Linked DNA regions of Mus musculus: region 2 is linked to region 1. The links are chromatin contacts, called in public Hi-C maps. All regions are on one chromosome and are shown on one strand. The core of a region is the stretch at or near the end of the contact, and the rest is flanking DNA. Distances in the headings are between cores, read along the strand shown.

Evidence for each region. Hi-C and Micro-C count contacts between places; a contact is called where the count stands out from the background.
Region 2: a Hi-C map of cortical neurons shows a contact between it and region 1, with 2.0 times the contacts expected there. The contact joins two enhancer-like sites. A contact is called at or near these places in 3 of 484 Hi-C or Micro-C datasets (cerebral cortex, cortical neurons and forebrain) and 1 of 115 datasets of contacts at active chromatin or transcription factors (forebrain).

What each region holds. Positions count from the first base shown.
Region 1 is chr6:101,990,058-101,996,964 of GRCm38.p6, reverse strand. No RefSeq gene overlaps it. Among named protein-coding and RNA genes, the nearest start is that of Gm9871, 220 kb to the right of the region's middle. Within about 2 kb of position 3,979, at least 6 of the 459 cell types and tissues checked have an H3K27ac peak or open chromatin away from gene starts, as enhancers often do. A contact at or near this core is called in cortical neurons, where this site is marked.
Region 2 is chr6:102,554,142-102,560,141 of GRCm38.p6, reverse strand. It overlaps a transcript of Cntn3 not described here. Among named protein-coding and RNA genes, the nearest start is that of Cntn3, 92 kb to the right of the region's middle. Within about 2 kb of position 2,376, at least 18 of the 459 cell types and tissues checked have an H3K27ac peak or open chromatin away from gene starts, as enhancers often do. A contact at or near this core is called in cortical neurons, where this site is marked.

The sequences.
Region 1 (6,907 bases), core at 2,730-5,229:
CTTGTGGTAGGATTCTGTTTAGAGTAGTGTTTTTGTCTCTCTAGCATCCTATTTTCTTACCGAATGCTAACCCTTTGATTACCCTTTAGAAAACTGTCACCCTAATTTATGTCTAAGTATATGTAGTATAACTTGGGTCAGTCTTGTCTAAGCACAACAGATAAGTGCTAAGATTAGGTCCTGCCAGGAAGTATCATTGTGGCTATGGGACATAATCCATTGATTAGGAACTGATAGGTAATTAGATTTACAGCAAGAAACATACTTTAAATCGTCACAACCATCATCTGTTGTAAATGTAACTAAAGATTAAGGTAGCATGATCTGAAAACAGGGCCCAGGAATGGGAGGAGGACCACTTCCAGCATCAGTAGATCATCTGGATCCACCACCCCCTAAAGGCAGCTAGTAACTCATATTTTAGTGGCATGCACCAATAAATTAATCTTTTCTGTTTAAGCCCATTTGATGTTGTTTTCTACTACTTGTAGCTAAGATTACTGAAAATTGTTGTTACTAAAAAGATCTCAGAGATATGAACTAGGTGACACGGAAGAAAGCTCCTGCATCTTAGGAAATGCTATTTCTAGTCTTTACCTTTTATTGAAACTAGATTTTTTTCCCCACATAATATATCCTGATTACAGTACCCCGACCTGCTATACTACTTCTCCCAGCTTCTTCAACCCTCTCCTCCCAGCCGGATCCTGCCCCCTTCCCCAAACACACACACACACACACACACACACACACACACACACACACACACACACACCTCTTTCTGTTTCTCAATATAAAGGTGGTTCTCGTCTTTTTACCCTTCTTTAATATATAAACTTAACTATAAATTAGCCAATTGTTTCTAATCTGACATTTCTTATTCTCCTCTAATGGACATGTGATATTTTAGATTGACTCTGGTCTTATAGGGAGCTGGTTATCTCTGTTCTTATTATCACAGAGTAGCAGTCCAAGGAAGGAAAGAATTCCTTTCCCTGTTTTCCATTGTGGAGTGCAGATGATTGACACACCAAACATCGACAGTGAGATCAGTCAATCTTGTTGATTCAACAAAAGTTACCACCTGCCATCAAAGTCTTTTCAGTTCCTGAAGCTAACTTGCAAAACAGGTGTAATAATCACACCTGGAAATGTTGAGCAGAGTTGACATTCTTTATCTTCCCTGTGGAGTAATGATTTGAGAAAGAAGAGAGAGGAAATCATTCCATTCTAAGCATAACCTTGAGTTATTAACAGTATTTAAAAACAAACACTACTGCATTTCTGATGGTGAGAAGCAGAAGCCTTCCTGGACTTATCTGACCTGCTGCCCACTGTAGTTCTGTTGCAAATTGAAATCAATATCAATAGAACTTGAGAAATTTGAGCATTAACTATAGGTAGGTTAGGATACACTGTGATTTTTTTAACATGTTCGTTGAGAGGAAAGACCAAATGGTGGATAATAATGAAAGTTTAGAGCAATTCTCTTTTGAATGTAAATATCCTTATTATCTTTAAGCTCCTGATCTTCGAGGTTAGCTGCATAATGTAATCTCTTGGGATATATATTTCCTAAGGTATAAATAATTTAAATATGCACGGTGAGATATGTCCTGAATCAGTCAAATTAAAAAAAAAAAAACACTTCTCTATGTTATTTTAATGCATAGTTGGAGTGTTACTGCGGCAAGTTGCTACCTGTGTGGTTTTCATGTATGCATGCTAAGATTAGATTATAAATGCATTTGGTCTTATGTGAAGTCAAGATTCTATGTTCAAGTGTGAATAACAGGGATGGAAAACTTCAGTTGCATTTCTGGAATGAATGTGTATAGGGACATCTCTGTGTGTCTATTATTTTCTGCTATCCTGATTTGATAGTGGAATCTCTGGTAACATAAGCATTGCAGTCCTGGATTTTATTGTAATGTAGATCTGAGGGCTTGTTAATCCTGCCTATGATATCACTTTTTCCAAGGGTGGAACATGTGGGTGCTTCTGAGACATATGTTATGGCCTCCTTTTCTGTTCAAATAGATAAGGATTAGGCAAATGTCAAAGCCCGGCTTCCACCCCTCATATGTCCCCTCCTTCATTCAGAGCTACCTCTTTCTCTTCTGGCTCCCTTCTCAGTGACATGCCTCTCTGTGTCCACAACTTTAATTTACTTAAATAAATTGAAGAAGCAGATTTTCAAGATCACATGCCCTCTAGGTACTCCATAACAAGAGCTTCCTAACTCATCCCAGGCATGGCTAAGATTACAGATAACTCAAGAATATTCTGGCTTTAGGTTCAGAAGCAGAAATGAAGTGTTCCCTTCACCTAGTATCAAGCATTCTACTGATATTCCCAGATTCCCAAACATCATCTATTTCTGAAGTAAGAGGTGGAGATGTCTTCAACAAAGACCTAAATTACCTTCTCTCACAAAACCTGATGCAAATTTTATTTAAGATCATCCTTTTTAAGTATTAGACAACAGAGAATAACAACATGCACAGGATTTTCTTTTCTTTGGCAGCATAATCAGCTTTAGGAAATTTGTTTCCTTGGATGAACATTTTATAGGCTCATCATACAGAGTGATGAGCAAGCCTTTTTTGTGGATCCACTTTGGAAAATAGATGCTTGGACCAGAAAAAAAGAAATGCTTCTCATTGGTCAAATGAAGTGATTGAACTGAGGAAAAAAAATCTGGAAAAAAGTAGAGAATCTTTGTGGCAGCTGTGTTAGGAAGAGGGGAGAGAGAGAGAGAGGGTGCCACTAATGCAGAGACAGATTCTCTTTCAGGTGAGTGGAAAGAAGCTATCTAAAGAACATTTCATTCATATTATTTGGTTAGATTGGAACTAACAATTGTTTCTCTCTCTCAAAACCTACGATACCCAAGATATAAGATACAATTTCTTAAACACATGAAACTCAAGAAAAATGAAGACTGAAGTGTGGACACTATGCCCCTCCTTAGAAGTGGGAACAAAACACCCATGGAAGGAGTTACAGAGACAAAGTTTGGAGCTGGGATGAAAGGATGGACCATGTAGAGACTGCCATATCCAGGGATCCACCCCATAATCAGCATCCAAACGCTGACACCATTGCATACACTAGCAAGATTTTATTGAAAGGACCCAGATGTAGCTGTCTCTTGTGAGACTATGCCGGGGCCTAGCAAACACAGAAGTGGATGCTCACAGTCAGCTAATGGATGGATCACAGGGCTCCCAATGGAGGAGCTAGAGAAAGTAGCCAAGGAGCTAAAGGGATCTGCAACCCTATAGGTGGAACAACATTATGAACTAACCAGTACCCCGGAGCTCTTGACTCTAGCTGCATATGTATCAAAAGATGGCCTAGTTGGCCATCACTGGAAAGAGAGGCCCATTGGACATGCAAACTTTATATGGCCCAGTACAGGGGAATGCCAGGGCCAAAAAGGGGGAGTGGGTGGGTAGGAGAGTGGGGGTGGGTGGGTATGGGGGACTTTTGGTATAGCATTGGAAATGTAAATGAGCTAAATACCTAATAAAAAATGGAAAAAAATAAAAATAAATAAAAATAAAAATACCTGCCCAAATAACCCATTTCTCATGGGCATGTTCGAATATTGGAATATCTGTTTTCTAAGTTTAAAAAGTATTTAGCCTATGATCCTGTTATATTCTGAATTTTGGAAGGACTTTCCCTGCCTGTGAAAGAGAGGCTAATGGTCTTGTAAAGATGGACAATAACGCACTTATGGAAGTCCACAGGGCACTATGTTGTTCCCCTCAGACCTCATCTGAGCCTTAACCTTCCATGCCTCACTGTTCTTTGGACCTAAATTTATATTAACTTCTGAGCAATGTGTGCTTCAGCTGTTCCTTGTCTCTAGAACAATCTGTCCTGAAATATCTGCACGGCTTGCTTCTCCATCTGCCTCCAAGCTTTTCACAAATACCTCCTATTCTGCAACTAGGATGAAAGCGGTAGAGCTCCTTTGCAGACTGCCAACCCCTTTGTCATGTTCTATTTTGCTTCCCCATAACACAACTCCCAGTATACATCAATATTTGTATATTATTTTTGTCTCCTCTACTCCTTAAATTTAAGAACCATGAAGCCAGAAGTTTATGTCATTTTTCTAACAAGTCTTCAGAATCTAGAACACAGCCATTTGGGTGTCAGTGAGGGGTGTGTGTGTGTGTGTGTGAATGTATCATAATGCCCATCCAAACTTTCAAGTTGCTCATAGGAGATCAGCACAAATCACTCTTTAGACATAGCTCATAATGTTGCTTTGGATCAATGGCTAGTAAATTTAGAAGACTAACAATACATTAATTTCTCCATGGTGATACTTCCACCTCAGCTCTTAAAGATTCTTAAATTCTATACATCCATTCTAAAATAATATACTTAAAGCAAGAACACTAAACCTGAGACTGTGGTGGCCTGGCTTTGTATAATTCTAATAACCTGTGTCTGGTCTATCTATTTTTTTACTTCCATTGACTTCAAACCTTCTCAACAGTCACAAGATGTACATGCCCTCTGCTTGGGTCAGGATTGCCTCAAAAACGAACTCTTACTTTATTAACTTAAATTTAGTCATCATGCCTCTCTTCGAGTTATTTTACTTCCATAATTCCTAAAGTTTATAAGTTTTTCTTGAAGTAAAAAAGATCAGATGTTCAGGGTTAAGAAGATGGCTCAGTGGGTAAACATTTGTCATGCAAGCCTAAGTACTTGAACTTGAATCTCTAGAGACAAGCAGCCCTGGGTGCAATAGTGTATCTCTGAACTCTTAGGGTTCTCATAGTGACTTGGAAGATGGAGACAGAACTCCTGGGAGCTTACAGGCCAGCTAGCCTGGTATACGCTGTGTCAAAAACAAGTGTCCTTGTTTCAATCAAGGTAGAAGATGAGAAATGACATCTATATTCTTTGTGTGGCTTCTATGCACAAAGTGTAGAATGGCTATGTGTCCTCATTTGCATGTATGAACACACCCACACATAGAACCCAAACAAGTAATCAGTTGTTCATTCCTGCCTTTGTTTTATGGCTGGGTAGCTGGGCATTTATTAATTTACTTTCAGCTTCATTCTTTATGTCTATGACATGGGCACACCATTTCAATTCTTTGGTATTTATAAGATGAGTAGGATGTCCCAACTTCATGGGCATCATTGACCTCATGCTGAATACTAAATGAGATGATGCCTAGGCAACACATGTGGAGACATTGCTATGGAAAGTTTCTCTTATCATTAATTCTTATATTAGCTTTTGTTTTTTTAAAGAGACATTCATCTTTTAAATATCCATCTTCAACTTTCTTTCCTAATCATCTTAGCAAGGAATCATCATTAGAAAGTTTTTGCCTGCCCAAGCAGCCTATGATCTAGTGCCACAGAGATAATTAAGTGCTTCTTATATGGAGATTGGCATGCTCGCTAATAACTTAAAGTTGAATCTAATGCCTAATACTTGACTTCATATAGAACAACATAAGCTAATTATTACTTCATGATAGCCCCTCAGGAACTTAAAAATAGCTCCCCTGTCTCCATAGGATTCACCCATCAGACAAACAGTAATGTCACAATAATATTAATTGCTCAAAAATAATAGTCACCCTACCATGTTTATATCTCTCTCATCACAATTATTCCTTTATGAGGATACATAAGTGGTATCATGTAAGCAGAACACTCTGCTTAGTTATATACTAGAGATTGACTTTCTACATGACTGTCTTTGTGTATAAGGTATATAAATGCTAATAGATAATATACTCTGGGGATTATCTATCAAATAATGTTGAGAGAATGTTTTATTTCCTCAAAGAAAGCCCTTGGTGCCTAGTTTGTGAAGCGTAAGTCAGTAGGTCTTAAGAGCCAACATGTTGGACCTGGCCTCCATGGTACAGAACTATAGCAAAATTTTCCTTTTGTGTTTTGGAAACAGCACTTTGCTTAGGAAGAATGAGATTTGGTTGGCTACCCTGCTCATGATTTGCTTCACTCTTATTTTATTTGGAGAAAACGATGAAAGGAATAAGTAGCAAGTTCTCTGTGTAGCAATAAAGATGCTAAAATCCAGCCAGGCAAAAAGCCAAACAAACAAACAAACAAAAATTAAGTACATAAGTAAAAGGAATAGAAAATATTTGTCTTAGTCAGGGTTTCTATTCCTGCACAAACATCATGACCAAAATGCAAGTTGGGGAGGAAAGGGTTTATTCGGCTTACACTTCCATGCTGCTGTTTATCACCAAAGGAAGTCAGGACTGGAACTCAAACAGGTCAGGAAGCAGGAGCTGATACAGAGGCCATGGAGGGATGCTCTTTACTGGCTTGCTTCTCCTGGCTTGCTCAGCCTGCTCTCTTATAGAACCCAAGACTACCAGCCCAGAGATGGTCCCACCCACAAGGGGCCTTTCCCTCTTGATCACTAATTGAGAAAATGCCTTACAGTTGGATCTCATGGAGGCATTTCCTCAACTGAAGCTCCTTTCTCTGTGATAACTCCAGCTGTGTCAAGTTGACACAAAACTAGCCAGTACAATTGACCCCTTGTCAACTTGACACACAAAAACATCACTAGTAAGCCTCAACCCTTACAATCTTATTCATCCCCAAGATCTAAATAACTTTAAAAGTCCCAGTCTTTACATATTCTTAAAATTTCAATCTCTTTAAAATATCCATCTCTTTTAAAATCCAAAGTCTTTTAACAATTAAAAGTCTCTTAATTGTGGGCTCCACTAAAACAGTTTCTTCCTTCAAGAGGGAAAATATCAGGGCACAGTCACAATCAAAAGCAAAAATCAATCTCCAACCATCCAATGTCTGGGATCCAATTCACAATCTTCTGGGCTCCTCCAAGGGCTTGGGTCACTTCTCCAACCATGCCC
Region 2 (6,000 bases), core at 1,127-3,626, 560 kb before region 1:
CATAGGCCCATGGAGTTTTGATTGCTGATCAGCCCTTAGCCCATGGTTTTGACTCTACAGACTCATAGAGGGCTTTTTTGTTGTGTATCTAATGCATAATAGGAGTCCTCTCTAGATTCTGTATGTTCATTTTCCTCATAGCCCTTCTCATCACGTGGAACTGTCCATTTCACTGCCTGATTCCCAGTGAGCGTTTTGTAAGTAGGCACTGTTTGTGTCCTGTGTGCAGCCTTTTATAGTATGTGATTCAAATTGGTGCTCGAGAAACCCATGAGCACTGAGATTTTGGAGGGTGAGTTTGCATTGTTTGCTCCTAGCATCCCTGTGACCAATGATCTTTACCAGGTGGTTCTCATTCAGCAGAAGTCTGCTGTTGATTTGTGTTGTGTTCTTCCTGTCTCACTGGCACCATATCTTAGGTCTCTGGGATATCTGCTCTTTCAAAGTCATCATGAATAAGTAGAATTCATTTTCAGTTTGACTTTGGTGATTCCTTCTCTCAGTGTCTCTGTCAGCATCATCTACCCAGGTGTCCTCAATATGCTGTTGAACTGTCTGCTACCTTTGTTCTTGTAGCTTTCAATAGAATGGAAACACACCACTCTGTATACCTATGTCAGTTTATGTTAGCTGAATATCTAAACACTTCTACCTCTGTACCTGGCACAAAAAATAAACCTGGTTAAGAAGTAATCTCCACACTTTGTCTTGCTCCTGGTTTGTCCGATCCTAGAAGTTGTATTAAGCCATGAATTCAAGTCTTCGGGTCACTGGATACCTCCCTGCTGAGATGAAAAAGGAAAATGTTGTTGACACAGCCTATCATCTTATGACTTCTTTATGCTAATTCTACCCTGCACATAGCTTTCTGGTTGCAAGGGGACCTCTTAAACTTTTCTTAGAATTTAAGTCTTCTCCTGTTCCGTTTGTGTGTCTAAACCATGTAGAACTCTAAAACGTGTAGGACTTCCAGTCTGCTGCAATCACCTATTTCAACTCAGATTGGCTTGGCCTCTGCAGAGAAGCCTTTACTTCTAGCCCTGCCATTTAGCAGGGTGATGTTGAGCCATTTGGTCCTCATACCCTGTAAAACCACTGAGACTTCTATATTCAGCCGTTCTTAAAAAGTACTTAGTTTTAGGGAGGATGGACTATAATTTAGTACTGTAAAATTGTTTAATATCTGCCTTTTCTAATATTCTGGAACAATACATCCATATTAAGAATTTGTTAAATATCAATTTAATTAAAGTCTACCTTTTTTTTTATTGAGTTCTGCTCAGTTATATGGGGCTGCTTGCAGTCATTTAGATGTATACTTGTAAGATATTTTTACTTATGAATTTTTGAGTGATAGGTCATAAGTTGATAGCAAATGATATATATGATTAGAATTTAGAAAAATCCCTTTACAATCTGGTGGTGGTGGTGCAGGTCTTTAATCTCAACACTTAGGAGGCAGAGACAGGTGGATCTTTGAGTCTCTGAGTTCCAGAACATCCTGGTCTACAGAGTGAGTTCTAAGACAGCCAGAGGTACACAGAAAATCCCTCTCTCAAATAAATAAATAAATAAATAAATAAATAAATAAATAAAACCCAAAATCCTAAAAAAGGAAAAGAAGAAAGAAAAGAAAATCCTATAATAAATAGAATTTTTTTCTTTAAAGTAATAATAAGCTAAAGGTTCTATGTCCTGAATGTTGCTCTTCATATAATAATGATCTGATTTTAGTGGATTGAAGCAATTCAAGAGTCTCAAAATTCATTTTATTTTCATAAAATATGAACATCTGCAATAAACAAGTAAATGACTGAGTCACAACAAATCAAAAGCATGTCCTGCTAAGCAGTAAACAGATATTTAGGAACAAGGAGAGGGAGGCTTTGTGGGTATCATTGCTTCAGTACCCATACGTTCACTGGCAGCCCCACATCCTGCAGAAATGGCCCTTGGTCTTGCAAACTTTATATGCCCCAGTACAGGGGAATGCCAGGGCCAAGAGGTGGGAGGGGGTGGGTAGGGGAGCAGGGCGGCTGGAGGGGGGGGGAGGGTATAAGGGACTTTCGGGATGGCATTTGAAATGTAAATGAAGAAAATATCTAATAAAAAATTGAAAAAAAAGAAATGCTAACATTCTCTTGTTGCTTATTCCTGCATGTGTGTGTGTGTGTGTGTGTTTGTGTGTACGCGTGTGCATAAGAAATGAGTGTCAGATGTCTTTCTCAATTGCTTCCCTTACAGGTAGCTTCAATATCAAGGACATTTTTGACAGGTGGTGTCTCACTGAACCTGTATCTCACAGATTAGGGTAGACCTGCTGGCCAGCAAGCTCCCAGGATCCTCCTGTCTTTGACTAACACAGTGCTGGGTTTGTGCATATGTGCCTCTCTGGCTGGCTTTTATGTCACTGCTGAGTATCTTAACACTCTGCCCACTGCTCTGTTTCTCCAGCCCTTGTTGTCTCCCTGCAGAAGCGTGTTCTTGCCCTGCTGAGCTAACAGAGATTTTTTTTTCAGTCCCTAGAAGACTTTCTGAAGCTTCTCACGCGAGCCTCCTTAATCTGTTTTTCAACTAAAAATAAAGAAAGAAAGAATTGTAAGAGGAAAGTAGCATATATCAAAATAGGAGTTGATTCTATTTCTAAACTTATTCACATGATTGCTGTTAACCAGAATATAGGCAATATTCAGTTTTCACCATTTTAAAAACCTGGGCCCCATGAGAGTATGAATAGCATTCTGTCTCCTGCATTGGTGCTCATATCTAGGATTTTGATTTAAAGAACAAATATCTCAAGAGATAGCATTTTCATGTTAGCAGTCACTGTTATATATTTTTGCAAATGTCTTCTAGGTTTGGAGTAATCTATTTCCATATATCTTTTCTGTAGAAATATTTCTGGTTCTTAAATTTCATGAATTCTCTCACCTTGAAGCTGCTGGATGTAAGAGTAACCGTGGAAATAAAACCTGCAAGAATTTTTTCAAACTAGACATGACATTTGGGTGGTTCTCTCCGGTCATCAGAGAGAGAATCTGGGTTGATTTCCCAAAATACATTTGCAAATTCTACAGGTAACAAACATTTGTTTATATGATCAGATCTGGGTCGGTTTTTCATGCCACCAAAGCTACAGTCAAACTGAATCTTCCTCTGCATGTTCTTACAGGAACAGTCCAATTTTATTTCTTACATGGAAATAGGCACTCTCTAAAATAACTTAGCACATTGCAGAAGATGGTAATGACACTTTTCAGGCAATTAAAATCAACCCGAACAATATAGCTAGTGATCTGATCTGATGTATGTTGCTCACTTGGCCTGGCCCCATCCCTGAATGTAAAGCAGCAGAGAGTGGCTGATTACCAGACATCAGCCCTAATTCTGGTGAATATTCGAGAGCTGTAGAATACAGATAAGGCCTATTTGTTCCAGAGTGGGGTGTGCCTGACAACACTTCCTTCCCTTTTCCCTCCTTATCCCCTCTACCTATAGAAACACTTACATTTGTATGTATTAGACAGTTTAAGTCATTTTTCTCTGCACCTCTCCGTGAATACTTGCTAGGGTTCTTTTTTTCTTTTAAGTACAGCTAAGTGAAAGCTTTTTGTATAGCTGCATGACTTTAAAACTTGAACACCAAAGATTCTCTTTCCCATTCCATTAAATAAAAACGTTCGCTTTCGCCATGTGAAGAGAACCATATTCATATTTAGTGTTACTTTATTGGACTATTGCTTGGATATTTAGCAGCGTTTTCTTATGCTCAGTCATTTTGATAGTGTTTAGTAGCATTATTGGATTTGAAAATGACAGAATGCTCAATATATGAGGATTGTGTGTGTGTGTGTGTGTGTGTGTGTGTGTGTGTGTGTGTGTGATGAAACCCATCACATATGGTGTGAAGATGCTCACAGTAGCATGCATATTTGCATCTGATGGAAATTTTTGGAATGTGAGACTTGGCTCCTTTTAATTGAACAGCATCATGATTGTTGCTGTGAGATCCTTGAATAATATCTTTTGTTCTTTTTGTAGAAATTATACTTGAGGTCTGTCTCCTGAATCTTGACTTTTTATTCTTCAAATCTTATAACACGATAGTGTTCTTGTTTTTTTTTTTTTTTTTTTTTTTCTTTCTACCCAGTGTTGATCTTCAGATGTCTGCCACTCCAGTTCACACACATACTTAGGCATATACATGGGTACACAAACAATGCGCAGGCTAGAGATAAGAGTGAGCTGATGTTAATTCCAAATCATAACATTTCTAAGGCAAGAGGTACAGACATTTTAAACTGTCCAGACAGAAGAAATTCATGTCGAATGTTGAGGTGACATACTGGATCATTTCGGGATTCAAACAACCCCATGGTGTTTAAAGTGAGTCAATTTCTACTTCTTAATTATTTTTCCTCCCCTCCAGCTAACTCTCCCCTTCCTTTCCATTTTTAGCTTTTCTTTCTTTAGGGTCAAATTTTAAATCACACCTTCTGTACTGACCCCCCTAGAGGATTAGTTCTTTGAGTTGGCTCCTATTGAACATATTGCCCATGTTTGTTTGTACAGCCTTCATGGTACAGAGGAATGGAAAGACAATTTTTAATTTCCATCTTCAGGGAAGCATGTGTTCAGTAAACAATGAAGTGCAGCAGCTTGGTGGCAGAGTGCCTACAAGGATAGGGCAGGGAGAGCATCGTCTGCTCTTGGCATGATGCAGTCAGTGCTCCTTCCTCCATGCCAGAGTGGCCCCTTGGGAAATCCTCACCTTCAGGTCCTAAGAGACTAGGTAGTTGGTGTTTACAGTAACTTCCTACTCTGAGTCACCTTTGTAAGTAGCCTTGATAGTCCTTTGGTAGTCTGCCAACAGAGAATAAATAGTCAGAACCTGGTAGAGGGAGGCGGCCTACCCCAGCTGAGCTGTCAGGGGACTGTGCAGCCTCAGTTAGGGCACAGCCAGCAATCAGTGCTTTACCAAGCGCAGTTTGCATCTAGAATCATCAGAAAATGTGTTTATTTAAACTACCAAGTTTTGAGAGGTATTTTAGGCAACAGTAACACACATAGCACACATAATTTAACATAAATGCTCCTTCCTTAAAAGATTTTTTTATAATTTTAAATTTTCTGAAAAAAGGTGTCTATTTATCGACAGCATGTTGATGTGAAATTACACATATAGTAATGAATAAATTAATTAACATACATAGTAGGTTACACATTTTTTTGTGGTAAAAATACTTAAAATCTGGTAATTTTTAAGTATATTGCATTCTTTTAAAAATGTTGGCATATTGCATAATAGATTTCTTAAAATTGTTCATCCTGTCTAATTAAAGTTCTGTCTTTTGACCAATGTCTTCTCCTGTGGCTGGTAGCCATTCTCTACTTTTGTGAGTTTAACATGATTTCCTAGTCCACAGAGGTGAGATCCTGTGGTGTTTCACTTCCTGTGAGGAGTTCATGTGGTATTTCACTTCCTGTGCCAGGCCATTCTCAACTTAAAATGAATATTCTCCAATTTCACAGGTACTCTTGCAATGACAAAATTTTCTTCATTTTAAGGCTGAATAGTGTTTGTGTGTGTATGAGTTTTTTGTGTGTGTGTGTGTGTGTTTATATGTGACATTCATCAAGGAATGGGCATCAAGGTTGATCCTTTGTGTCTTGTGACTTATAGCCTTGACTATTGTGAATAATACCACAGTGTATCTAAGGGTGCAGTTATCTCTTCAATATATTGGTTTCCTTTCACATATTGTCATGTTTAAATATATGTATGTATACACACACAGCAGTGGTGGTAACTGTAATTCTGAGGAATATCCACACTGATTTCCACACTGGTGGAATTAATTTGTGTCCCCATCAGTGGTGAGGAAGGCATCTTCTCTCTCTTTGTCCTCACTGGCGCTACTTTTGTCTAAATATCTCGCACAGCTTCTATAGGGAATAACAGGATATGCTTAACCTGCAGGGCTCCGGCTTGTTTGTGCT